Regions from separate parts of the Mus musculus genome. Here region 1 is linked to region 2. A link is a contact called in public Hi-C data. All regions are on one chromosome and are shown on one strand. Each heading gives the region's core, a stretch centred on a gene start, on an enhancer-like site or on the middle of the called end of the contact. The rest is flanking DNA. Distances are from core to core; before and after follow the strand shown. Region 1 overlaps Prkce (protein kinase C, epsilon). Region 2 holds the start of Epas1 (endothelial PAS domain protein 1).

What was found. Hi-C and Micro-C count contacts between places; a contact is called where the count stands out from the background.
Region 1: a Hi-C map of uterus shows a contact between it and region 2, with 2.7 times the contacts expected there. The contact joins the enhancer-like site here to the promoter of Epas1 in region 2. A contact is called at or near these places in 4 of 39 promoter capture datasets (the 3T3-L1 cell line, the C10 cell line and liver), 1 of 15 datasets of contacts at CTCF or cohesin (the NIH/3T3 cell line), 4 of 484 Hi-C or Micro-C datasets (nephron progenitors, rod photoreceptor and uterus), 11 of 115 datasets of contacts at active chromatin or transcription factors (bone marrow-derived macrophages, differentiating embryonic stem cells, embryonic limb bud and 6 more) and 2 of 9 other capture datasets (adipose tissue and pancreatic islet).

The regions. Positions count from the first base shown.
Region 1 is chr17:86,569,214-86,575,026 of GRCm38.p6, reverse strand. The region is part of intron 11 of Prkce (protein kinase C, epsilon); the gene reads right to left. Among named protein-coding and RNA genes, the nearest start is that of Gm52297, 97 kb to the left of the region's middle. Within about 2 kb of position 1,291, at least 27 of the 459 cell types and tissues checked have an H3K27ac peak or open chromatin away from gene starts, as enhancers often do. A contact at or near this core is called in extraembryonic endoderm stem cells, liver, trophoblast stem cells and 1 more, where this site is marked.
Region 2 is chr17:86,751,661-86,757,527 of GRCm38.p6, reverse strand. It overlaps Epas1 (endothelial PAS domain protein 1), which reads right to left and starts at 3,664. Exons shown (of 16, transcript NM_010137.3): 1 at 3,220-3,664. The coding sequence starts at 3,245.

The sequences.
Region 1 (5,813 bases), core at 42-2,541, 180 kb after region 2:
ACCTGCCAACGAAGTTTCCTATTCTAAGGAGCCATAGGAATCATGGGCATTGGCTCTAAACCCTCCCAAGAGGAACCACTACTTGCCAGGACTTCACAAGGATAATGAAGTGAAGTTTGCCATCAACCTTGCAAGTTTGGGTTATGTTCAAGACAGTCTCAGACCAGACAGTCTGAGAATTGCAAGGCTAGTTCATCCTGTGTGGTCACCGTATGTATGGGTTCGGGAAACTGAGGCCGTGCAAAGGATAATTTTATTACTTCTATAGTATTAATAATTTCCCCAAGGTCGCCTAGCTGAGGTTGAGCTTTAGTAGAGCTCTGGTCTGGAATCTGCCCTGGTGCTCTCTGCCCAGCAGCAATTCATCAAGTACACACAGTAAGGGACAGAAGGAGATCCAAGTCGGGGCAGTGCACTGCAAGCAAAGCCCAGGCTGGTCCATGAGGAAGCCACAAACATTCTATCCTCGTGGCCACCTGTGTCCAGGGAACTCCTCCCGGCCACCTGTGTCCAGGGAACTCCTCCCGCCAACCTCACATCTTCTCGGGGTAGGCCTTTTTGCTTTGTTTTGTTTTTGTAAACTAAATATATGCATTAAGAGACTGTGGTCCACTAGGGGAAGCCATCAATTTATGACAATTCAGAGAATACCTACGGGATCGTTCAACCAAGAAATAGACACCGTTCGTAGGGAGTACTGCTCTAGCGGCAGATGCAATGTGAAAGGAGGAAGGAGTGGCCGCATTTTCTAGAGAAGGTCGGGGCAAATGAGTTAACATTAGAGGATGAGAAGGAGCGAGCTAGACAAACAAAAGCCACCACAGTCTAGGAAAAGTTCTGATGTTCTTAAACAGAAGCTCTGAGGAAACAGGCTGTGTGGGGACTATTACTGTTCAGGATGGAGTAAGCGTACGTCACACCTGGACGTGTCAGAGGTCAGTCCAAAGACCACACTCGTTAAGCTCAAGAGATGACTCAGAGAGAAGGTCACTAGAGGAAGCAGCTAGGAAGATATATGGGGACCATCTTGTGAGACGGCAAGGTCTGTGTGCAAGTGCCAGTGACAAAACTTGCCGGAGACGAAGCCAACAAGCGCCCAAGGTTGTGGGTGTTACTGTGTAAGAGGCCCGAGAACCTCCAGATGTTATCTTGAGACAGCACAGTCCTTCTGTGCGTCTCGGCAACCAAATGTTCCAGTTTCTTGCTTTATAAAGAACATGGGCGGAGACAGTATAAGAGACTCGGAGCCAACGGGTGAACAGAGGGCACAGCCTTAGTCGATTAGCCTGTTAGCACACAATCATAAAAAGAAGCAGAGCCAACTAAGTGTGGCCCCTAAGGTCTCTGCTTGATGGCTATACTCTTCCCTTCTCCACCCCTCCTGTGACCCAAGTCACCTCAAAACAAACACAGCCAATGGGGAGGGCCACTGAGCCAGCCTCAGACTTTCACACAAAAACTTACCTATCATGGCAAAGCTGCCGATTGTTTGATGAAACAATTCCCATTTTTAGGAGCTCAGCCATTAGCCCAGGGCGTTAAAGAAACAAAGTCCTATGACTCAGGCTTGGAGAATCCAGTCTCTGCTTGAATCCACTGCCGTGATACTCCTTCCAAGATACCTGCTTCTGTAGAGCACTGCGTCCTCATAAAGAAATATCCAGATATTCAATTCCTCTTCACAGAAAAGGCCTGACACCTCAGCATCTCACAGATGATGCCTTTGTTTGGAAGGTTCTTAACCGGATGAGATGCCTTTTTTTTTTTTTAATCAGTCTGCCAACTGGCAGTCCACTTCTCCACTTCTACAGAGAATTCTACTAACTGGACACTTAGCCACTCATGTGAGTGTGTGCTCTGTACCCGGCAGGACCATAACATTTCCCATGTATGAACTCACGTGATCCTCACAGTATCTCTGTGGGGGAGTTATCACCCTGATTCCACAGACCGAGAACCCATGGTTAAAGATTTCGCGTGTGCAGTGTGAGCTGTTTGTTTATTTGTTTTGTTTTGAACTCTGACACAGGGCCCTCTCTGTTCTGTGTTATGTACCAGATCTCGAATAAATGTAGGTGATCACAGAGTCTCTGACTATTTTGTCTCTGAACGCATATTCCTAGCTCAAACTTCATCAGGAATTTCTCTCTGGCTCTAAACTTCCTGTTTGTTCTGAATCTCCGATGTCAACAAAATTCATGATCCTACTTTTGATCTGGCCAGCAGTATCGGGGCTTTCTCAGAGGAATGTAAACACAGCGTTGGTCCCAGCCACTGGTCTGTACTCCCCACCCCCTGACCCGCTCCTCCTCCTCATGTCACAGTGACTCTGTCCCATGCTACAACCAGCAGAAAACACGGATGGAAATCAGTTCGGGGCAAAAAAAAAAAAGAAAAAGAAAAGAAAGAAAGAAAGAAAGAAAGAAAGAAAGAAAGAAAGAAAGAAAGGAAGGAAGGAAGAAAAAAGAAAAAAAAAGAAAAGCCTCATCCTAAAATAAGTCTGGACCCCTAAAAACAGCTACACCTCAAGATTATGGGATAATATTTAGCATGGGACACATTATTCAGTTGTCAGCACGGTAGGGGGACAGATGAGTGTCTTGACTGAGGGGCTCAGGCATGATGTGTAGTTGTGGCAAAGATCACCCAACAGGAAAACCGAGCTGCCAATGCGGCCTCTGAAGCTTTCCTGGTTAGCAGATGTTTCGGGCTGTTGCAACTCACTGACCAGGGATCAGCATAGCCAGCTTCCATACATATCCACGAGTCCTGCATCTGTGGAATTACTCAACCTCAAAGGCAAAATATGTTTTAAAAATTGCATCTGTTCCAGACATATACTTTTATTCTTGCCATTCCCTAAGCGGTACAACAGGACAACTGTTTACAAATCCTGGCACTGTTTTGGGTAGTGTAAGGAATCGAGAGATGACAGTTTACAGAGTAGATAGGTAAGTTATTTATTTTGCATAAGATGCTTGGATATCTCTGGATTTTAGTATCTGCAGTGATCCTGGAGGTCTGTCACTATAGATACTAAGTAATAACTATTTTTCCTGCCTTGTGCTTCTAACGAAGTAGTTCTCAATTTGTGGGTCCTAATGCCTTTGGGAGTCGAGTGACCCTTTCACAGGGGTCACATATAAGACATCCTGCATATCCGATATTTACATTATAGTAAATTAACAGTAGCAAAATTACAGTTATGAAGTAGCAAAAAAAATAAGTTTATGGTTGTGAGTCACTACAAGGTGAGGAACTGTATTAAAGGGTCACAGCATTAGGAAGGTTGAGAACCACTGGGCTAACAGGAATGTATTATAAAATTATAATTTAATAAAGCTCCTTTCTCTGGAATACTGTCTGGTGCTGAGTTAGAGGCTCTGCTTGGTTGGACCCTTAACTTGCACAACAGAATCCACACATCTATCATCCATTGACCCAAACAGGGGCTTATATCATTGCCTTTACCACAGATGGTTCATTGGCTGAGCCCCAACCCCACCTCTAGAGGCACACTTCTGTAAACTAGCCTATTAACCCACCCAAGCCAACCCCACAGGTCTTGCCACCATATGCAAAACACCCGCCGTTAGCACCATCTGACATCTGAGACAAGGATAACACGTGTGGTCATTTAGATGCTTGGACCCAGGTCCTTGGCATTGGTTTGTGAGAGCTGCCACCAATTGAATCACTTAAATGACAGAAATTGACTTCTCTCAGTTGTGACAATTAAATGATCAAGGTCAAGATGCCAGCAGATTGGTTTGTTCTGAGGACGTTCCCCCTGGCCTGAAGAGGACCATCTTCTCAAGGTCCTTTACTGTGCTTTCTTGGTCCTACCTTTCATTTCTTCTAAGGATAACAGTTGTCTTGCATTGGCGCCCACCCAGACCTAACTGTGGTTACCTCTTTTAAAAGATTCCATTTTCAAATAGAGTCATATTCTGACGTGTTGGTGATTAAAGTTTCAGTATTGAATTTGGATGGGCGGAGGGCTTGTCCTATAAATTCTCTGACTCCCAAACTCAATGTTTTCCATCCATCCAGGCAGGATCCACAGACCCTTCCAGGTGCCGGGGACCGCACATAGCACTTCTGCGGATGTTTTTATCATGTAATTTTCAAAACAGTCCTAAGAGGTTTATGTTCTAATTCCCATGGCATGGTGAAAAAAAAAAGAAGCCATTTCAAACAGTCTGATTATTCTGGCTAGAGAGACACAACAAAGAAGAGGCTGACCCAGCCTGCAGGCCCAGTTCTTTGACCCCAAACTCAGTGTCGCCTCCAAAATAAAACTCTGCTTCCCATGTGAAACTGAGACGGGCAGTGGCAGGGACAGGGCGACCTGACAGTGCCACTGGAGGTGATGGGCTCTGGTAAGACCACTATCTTAGGAAACATCATAAATATTGTGATGAGTAACCATAGCAACCTCAGCGTGTCCATGGTGATGGTGTGGTTATTGTTGTTGTAGTTAAAGACCTCTGGATAAAGACGGTAGGTAGAATAACTATTACTAGTTTTCTCTCTTTTCCAAAACTGTACACAAAAAACAAGAGAAGAGGCAACAGCCATATAATTCTGGAAGTGCGAAACACATGGATATGTGGGAATGGATCTATCTGTCCAACAGAGCTGAGTCCTGAACCAGCCATGAGTGAAATTGAGAAAAATTAAATTTATCCTATAAAATTTCACCCCTCCTCCAGAGTTTAGGAAATTATAGTAAGTTGTTTTTAGAGATGGAGATGTAGAGACTACAAGCATTTGTTGAGATGCAGTTATAAACCCAGGTGGCCAGGAAGCTCTTGCACCATCCCCTCATCTGCACCAGAGACTTATTTTCTGGGGAAAGGAAGCAGATGCTGCCAGGCCTGGAGGGTGGGTACCATGAGTGAAGATGAGAGCAGTAGACAGATACTTGAGGATGGTCCTCCAGCCCCCTCCTGTCATTTGGCTCTGATAGCGCTAGAGGTATCTCTCAGTTCCAAAGCCATTTGAGCAGCCATAATGAAGTATGAATTGTATAGTCACATTTCCCTGCGGGGACAAGAGTCTTCTCTGGACAATAGAATCACTCTAGGAGGGAAGGTCTAAAGATTATCCATAGCCTTTTCCCAACCAAGCAGTCATCCAGACTGGCCAACCGTGAACCCAACTTGAATAGCCCCAACCCAAAAGTTAATCCTAGAGAAAGATAATGCAAGGGAAGGAATCCTTTACAATGTCACTGTGCCTTCCAGAACAACAGGGTTTGATTTTTCCCAACTGAAAAGATCTATCAGTGTCTTGCACAACCAATGAAAATAGACTTATATCATATCCCTACATAATTCTGAAATACTGGGGACAGAAAAACTTGAACATATCTCTGGAAAAAAAAAGAAGTAGGTACAACTGAGGATGAAGAAACAAGACAACTTTAGAGGCAACCCTGAATTAGGCACTACCAGAGCAGTATCTTCAATTCTGAGTGGAAACAGTTTTTGGTCTTCATCATTTGAGGGTAAAGACAGGATGATTTCTGGTATCAAGTGAAGGTCTCTGCACCTCACTGCCCCTACAATCACCCTCAATTGTCAGTCTGACAAACTGTATATAGTCCTTGAGAGGAGAAGCCTCACCTAGATCAGGCTGGCCTCTGGACATGTTTGAGGGAGAGTATATTGATTACTAAGTGATGTAGTTGGGCCCATCCCACTGTGGGTGGCAGCATCCCTAGGTAGGTGGTTCTTGCCTATTCAAGAAAAGCTAGTGCCGGGCGTGGTGGCGTACGCCTTTAAGCCCAGCACTCGGGAGGCAGAGGC
Region 2 (5,867 bases), core at 2,415-4,914:
TCCTGCCTCAGCTCAGAACAAGGCTCTTGCAATTATCTAGGAAAGTAAACCTCTGTCTTGAAGGTTCAGGGGTCTGGTGGTGGTGGTGGTGGAGGTATGGTGATGGTGAGCTGCACTAATCCTTTGGAAATCCTCAGTGGCAAGAGGCATGCCATGGCGGGGGTGGGGGGGGTGGGGGGGTGGGGGGGATGGGGTGGGAGGCTCTGCTGTTCACATGCTAACTGATTGTAATGAACCAACTTTCTGATTCTTATCAGCACTAATTTTCCTTGTACCGAGAGGGATTATTTTACCTTCCTTGAGCCTTATCCAGAAAGAGAAAATATGTTTATGGCTTTCATACTTGCTTATAAAATAATCTTCAAGCCTCACAATAAAACTGAAAAAAACAACAACAACAAAAAACCAAAACAACAACAAAAAACCAAAAAAAAAAAAAAAAACCCAAAAAACAAAACAAAACAAAAAAACCAAAACTCTAAGAAAGTCATCTTTAGTACAGTTTAAATGCCAGGCTGATAGTGTCGTACAGCACTGCTCTACCAGGTTAGACTGTTGTCAAATGTTGAAGGAACACTAGTTAGGAGATAAGCTTCACTCAAGAAGCCCAGCCAGCATTGTCTCCTCGGCTGGGAAAACTGATGGACCTTGGGTTTATTTTAACAGAGGAACAATTAAATCTGCTGCCATCAGAAGCCAGCCACAGTTAGAAAACTTGAAGGTCCAGCTATCTCCAATTCCTTGCCCATCTTTGCCCTGGCACCAAATACCAGAAGCACTCCTGAAAGGTACTTGGACCCAGAGTCTAGCTTTGTGCCTGGACTTGGATTCCTGGCCACCCAAAGACCTCACTTCCATTTATCTTAATTGTTCTACAAATCCCCACTTGAGAGCATCCACACTTGGCTCTTCCTAGAATCAGGAATCCTGCTGGGTTGATGAGAACTCCAAGAGAGCTTGCTGTGGCTCCCCCAGTCTGCTAACCAGCCAACAAATAAAAGACTGGCTCCTGACTATCATGAAGGAATATATCCACCCACACAAGGATGTTTGGGACTAAAACAAGCCTTCTGGCCTCTGGAAGGGCTGTTTCCAGAAGGAACCATACAAATGCTCAGTTATGCCCTGGAGAAGAACCGGCCCTTGAACCACTAGTGGGTGGTATCACCAATCCGGGAACCCTTGCTGCTCACATTGATTTCCTGAAGCGCTCTGGAAAGCTCTGGGCAGCCATTTAAGGGACATTAACTTTTGATGCCCTGCTTCACAATTTTCAACTACATATTGATGCCCCCAAGAAGTCAGTCAATTTAACCAGAATCTCAAAACCACTATCCTAACAGGCTTTGGAAGTCTGAACCTACACTGAACCTACACTGCTTGCCCTGTTTTTTGGACACACACACACACACACACCCTGCGGGCCTGGCTACCACTGGGGCACTGCACTACAGGCCGAAGATTCCTAGGAGGTTCACAGTCTGTGTCACACTGGTTCTTAAAGTGGCCGCTGTTGTGGATAATTTGTAGTGTCATTATGCAACGTTCTTCTAGGCTCTGACTATACTCCCTGCCAGCCCTCGGCAAAGAGTCTCTGCAAGCTGGGTATGGAAATAGCTTTCCCCACTGATCCCTGACTCTCCCAAGGATTGATAGACCTAAGAGCAAGATGACACTTGACACTGATTACTGTCAGGTCTCATCTCGGACAAACGCGACAGTCACCCATAGACAAGGCAGTAATAAAGTGTTCAATAAGTGCTCCTGGCTACTCTGCTGTCCAACTTCGCGGTTTTGATGGTTTGTGATTACCCTCTGGCTGGTTTTACAGTTTGAGCTAGAATCTTAGTCTTTTTTTTTCTCTCTCTCTCTCTTGCTTCTCCTTCTCTACCCTCAAAGTACACAGAACCTCAGAGTTGTTTGGTGGGCGATAATGGGGAATCTAGAACCGGACTCAATACCTTCCCCCTCTAGAGATCCGCCAGCGCAGGGCGCGGGCGCCGGGCCAGGACGGGTGCGATTCGCTGGAGTTTATCAACTCCTTATCGGTGCCCTGAGGTGGGAGCTGCAGCTTTCGACCAGAGGATACACAGTTCCTGGCTCATGTCCCTAAGTGGAAGCCCAAACAAAAAGCCCGTTTGCTCGGGGCTGGGTCCTCACCGCCAGTCTTTTCCAGTCTGGCCACGGATCTCTGGCAGCTCGCGCCATTCTGCGGTCACGCGTACCATTCCGGACACCCCAGCTAAGTCGCCACGGAGCGCAGTGCTGGAAGCTCTAACCCACGGCACGCACCGATCGAAACAGGAGCAAAGTGCCAGGCGGCCAGCTATAAACTTTTGCAGGCGACGAGAATGTACCCAGGTCTGCGGCGGGGTCACAGTGTGTTCCCACCTCAGCTCCTAGAGCTGGGTGTCAAGTCACCAGATGCGGGGCGGATTGAAGGAGGCTCGAGGGCAGCGCGAGTTGCCCCGAGTTGCCTCTCACCCAGTGCCGAAAGGTTCGCGAGGACAAACCTTCGTGGCTGCCCTTCGTCTTAAGAATCAGACACTCGGAGCCGCCGGGTGTCACGGTCTTCTCTCTGCACACTAGAGCACCTGCCCCCGCAGGGCAATCCAGGTCACTCACTCCCCACTCTCTGCCGGAGTCTAGGTGTAGGGTAAGGTTAAGGGGGTTGAACAAACTTGGGTGCCGTCTGGAGCAGGACCCTTGACAGTGTTCCGGCTTCTCGGTCAGGGCGCACCCCAGAGTTGCGCTTTGCCCTCTGTTCCATGCTAGTTTGGGGCGCAAAGCCCGCATAGGAACGCTCTCGGAAAGACCTAGAGGGTCTTAGGAAAAGAAAGGCGTGTCTACTGCTCCAGCATGGAAACCCTAAGAGTCGAGGGCATCAGCCCAGAAACATTTCAAAACACTCGCTAGGGAAGCTTGGTGCTCCAGGGACGACAGACTTTGGAAGGCGCCGCGGAAGCACCCCTGACCTCCAGGGCCATCTCTCCGTGTCTCAAGGTCTCGGAACTATCCGCTTTGCAACTCTACTGCGACACCGCAGCTCCTTGTCCCTAAAGGCATCACCGACTCGCTTACTCAAAGCCCCTCAACAGCGGTCCTCCAGCCTCCGAGAACTCTCGCACCCCTCTCCCGACTGCCCCGGGTCGCGCCCGCCACGCGCAGTTCCGCCAATGCCTGGGACCAAGTCGGTCGCCAGCTTTGACTCCCGCTTACCTTTTTTTCTCCTTGTCAGCTGTCATTGTCGCCGTGGCCCTCCGAGACCCGGAGCACCTGGGTTCCTTAACCCCGTAGGGGCTGCAGCCGCTCTCTTTGCTGTGGCCCTCCGCAGCTCTCTGTCGCCCGGGCAGGTGTGAAAGGTCTTTAGTGCTCGCAGGTCCGAGAGTCCCGCTCAATCAGGTGGAAGTTTGCAGAGGGCTGGCTAGGTGCGGAGGAGGAGGAGGGAGGAGGGGGGTGACGGGGAGGAACCTGCAGGAGGAGGCGGGGCCGGGGAAAGGAGTGGGAGGAGGTTGTAAGACGCCAAAAGAGAGAGAGAGCAGCGACAAGGGACCTGGAGTTCCGTTTAGCCCCGAACAGGAGTCACTTTTCTGGGATCTGACAAATCAAAACCAACCAACCAAAAAAGAAAAAGAAAAAAAGAAAAAGAAAAAAAGAAAAAAAAATGGCTCGAAGAGAGCAAGTTGGAAAAAAATCCGGGGGCAAGCGAGTGCGGCCGCTGAGATGACCATACAGTCTCAGGACACTGCCGAGGATTGTACGGCCGCCTCAGGAGAGCTGGAGCGGAGCGCTGCGGACTCCGGAGCTGTACACCGGCCGCTCTCGAATGTCCGGCCTCCTCGGCTGTCAGCCCACTTTAAAAACTCGGACGGCCCGCCCGCGGGAGGGCGCGAGGGGCGCGGGAGTGGGACATCGGGCTGGGGGCGGGCCGGGGGCGGGGCTCCAGAGAAGCCCCGCCCCGCACGCTGGCTGCCTGCCCCGACTTCCCACCGTGTCCCGGCCAATAGGGAGGCGCGGCCACAGCCTCTGCCCTGACCCCGTCCCTCCCCTTTCTCTGGAGCTGCGCTCCTCGGGCGCCCGCCTGCCCTTCCTCCTCCTTCCGCAGAACTGCGACTTGTTTTTGAGGTCGCTGGTGGCGAGTAACTATATGGGACTCCAAATGGAAGCGCAGTTAGCGCAGGACTGAGTAATGGCGGGGATCTGCTACCCAAGTTCGGAGTATGCCTTTGCGCCAGTGTCCTTTCAGCCTCACTTTTCCCCTAAGAGCTAGGCTAGGGCAGGAGCGCTGGGTCGGAGATCGCGAGCGCAGCTAGGGCGTGCAGCGAGCGCCCAGCCAACCCCCCCCCCCCCCGCTTCCGGGTGCTGCTATAGTCCCCTAAACCATCCACTTGGCTCCCTTCGGCCGGCGGTAATGATCCCCAGGACCCTGTCGGCTCTTGTTCTTGTCTGCCTTGGAGGTGCGCTCTCTTTGGCCAAACTGACCTTGACTTCTGAGTCCCGAGTGGCAGAAAGTTGTGGGAGAAACTGGGACAAAAATGATCTAGGGTTGCTCCTGCCTGTGTCTTCCTCAACCGGTTTGTGGGTTTTGAGGTGCTCGTGGTAGACTGTTAGGTTTAAGTGTATGCCTGAGAGGAGAGCCTTGGAGCTCCCTCAGGCCTCTGCCCGCTCTCAATACCCCAGTATCACCGTGGGCTCCCCAGAGAGTTCCTGAGTGTGATGTTGGGATGTGTTGATAGCGTGTTCCCAAATCACTGGATGTGCTCTTCCGGGGTTCGAAGGATACAGCCAACTGCAGGACGTGGTGTTATGAAGTCTCCTCTTCCCTAGGCAGTCAGAGGGTTCTTTGGCCTTTCCACCTGTGAGATGCCCACTCCTGCTTTGATCTTAGACACTTTCCCATTTCCTACTTCTGCAGGAAAATCTCCAGAAGGAAGAAGGGCAGCCATGGATTTTTGAAGGCTAGGGAAAGAGCCAACGGGCTCCATAGTTGTGAATTGCGGAGAAAGCACGGTCCCTCAAATTGGGCTGCCCTGGTATCTAAAGTTTGTGCTTCCCGAACTATTCTTAAACACAAGTTTCCTAGTAAAATTATAACCAGAGACTGTGTGTGTGACTGTGTCTTGGGGTGGGGGCGATTTTTAAGTTTGTTTAAGCATGAAGAAGGTGGATACTTTTTGAAAGTCTTGGGGAGGTATCTGAAAGAATGAGTGCTTGAGCACTTGGAAATCAGTTGACACACCTGAGGGTGATTTCAAAGACCAGACCCTTTTCACTCTTGGAGGCTGGTGGATGATTTCCTATGACATTTCTACATCCAGACACCCTGGGTCTTAATAATAAGAAATTCAAATTGGTAGACACAGTAGTAATAAAATATAAACATATTTTGTTTGCTTTATTTTATATATTCTCTTGAGATTGGAATGGAGGGAGGGAGGGAGGGAGGGAGGGAGGGAGGGAGGGAGGGAAAGACCAGACAATAAAAAACCTTAAGCACTTCGACAGCTTCAAGGCCCCAGACATTGTTTTTCACCAGAGCTTCTGCTGGATTTGAGCTGTACTTGACAGGTGACTGGGCGATACCTGTAACCCGCAGGGAACATTTCAATAGCCTTGAGGTTATGAAATTCGTTTGAGAAGTTTTTGATTTTTAAGAGGAAAGATAAGGGCCCTGGATTCAATCCCTAATTCACAGTTACTTCTAAAGTAGGGGTTCTGGTCGGACATACTGGCTCACACCCTTAATCCCAGCATTCAAGAGGCAGAGGCAGGCAGACCGCAGAGTTCCAGTCCTGAGGGAAAACAATTTTTGCATAACATCAAGACCGGAGATGCTTGACCACGCCAAGTCCCGACTGCAACCAGTT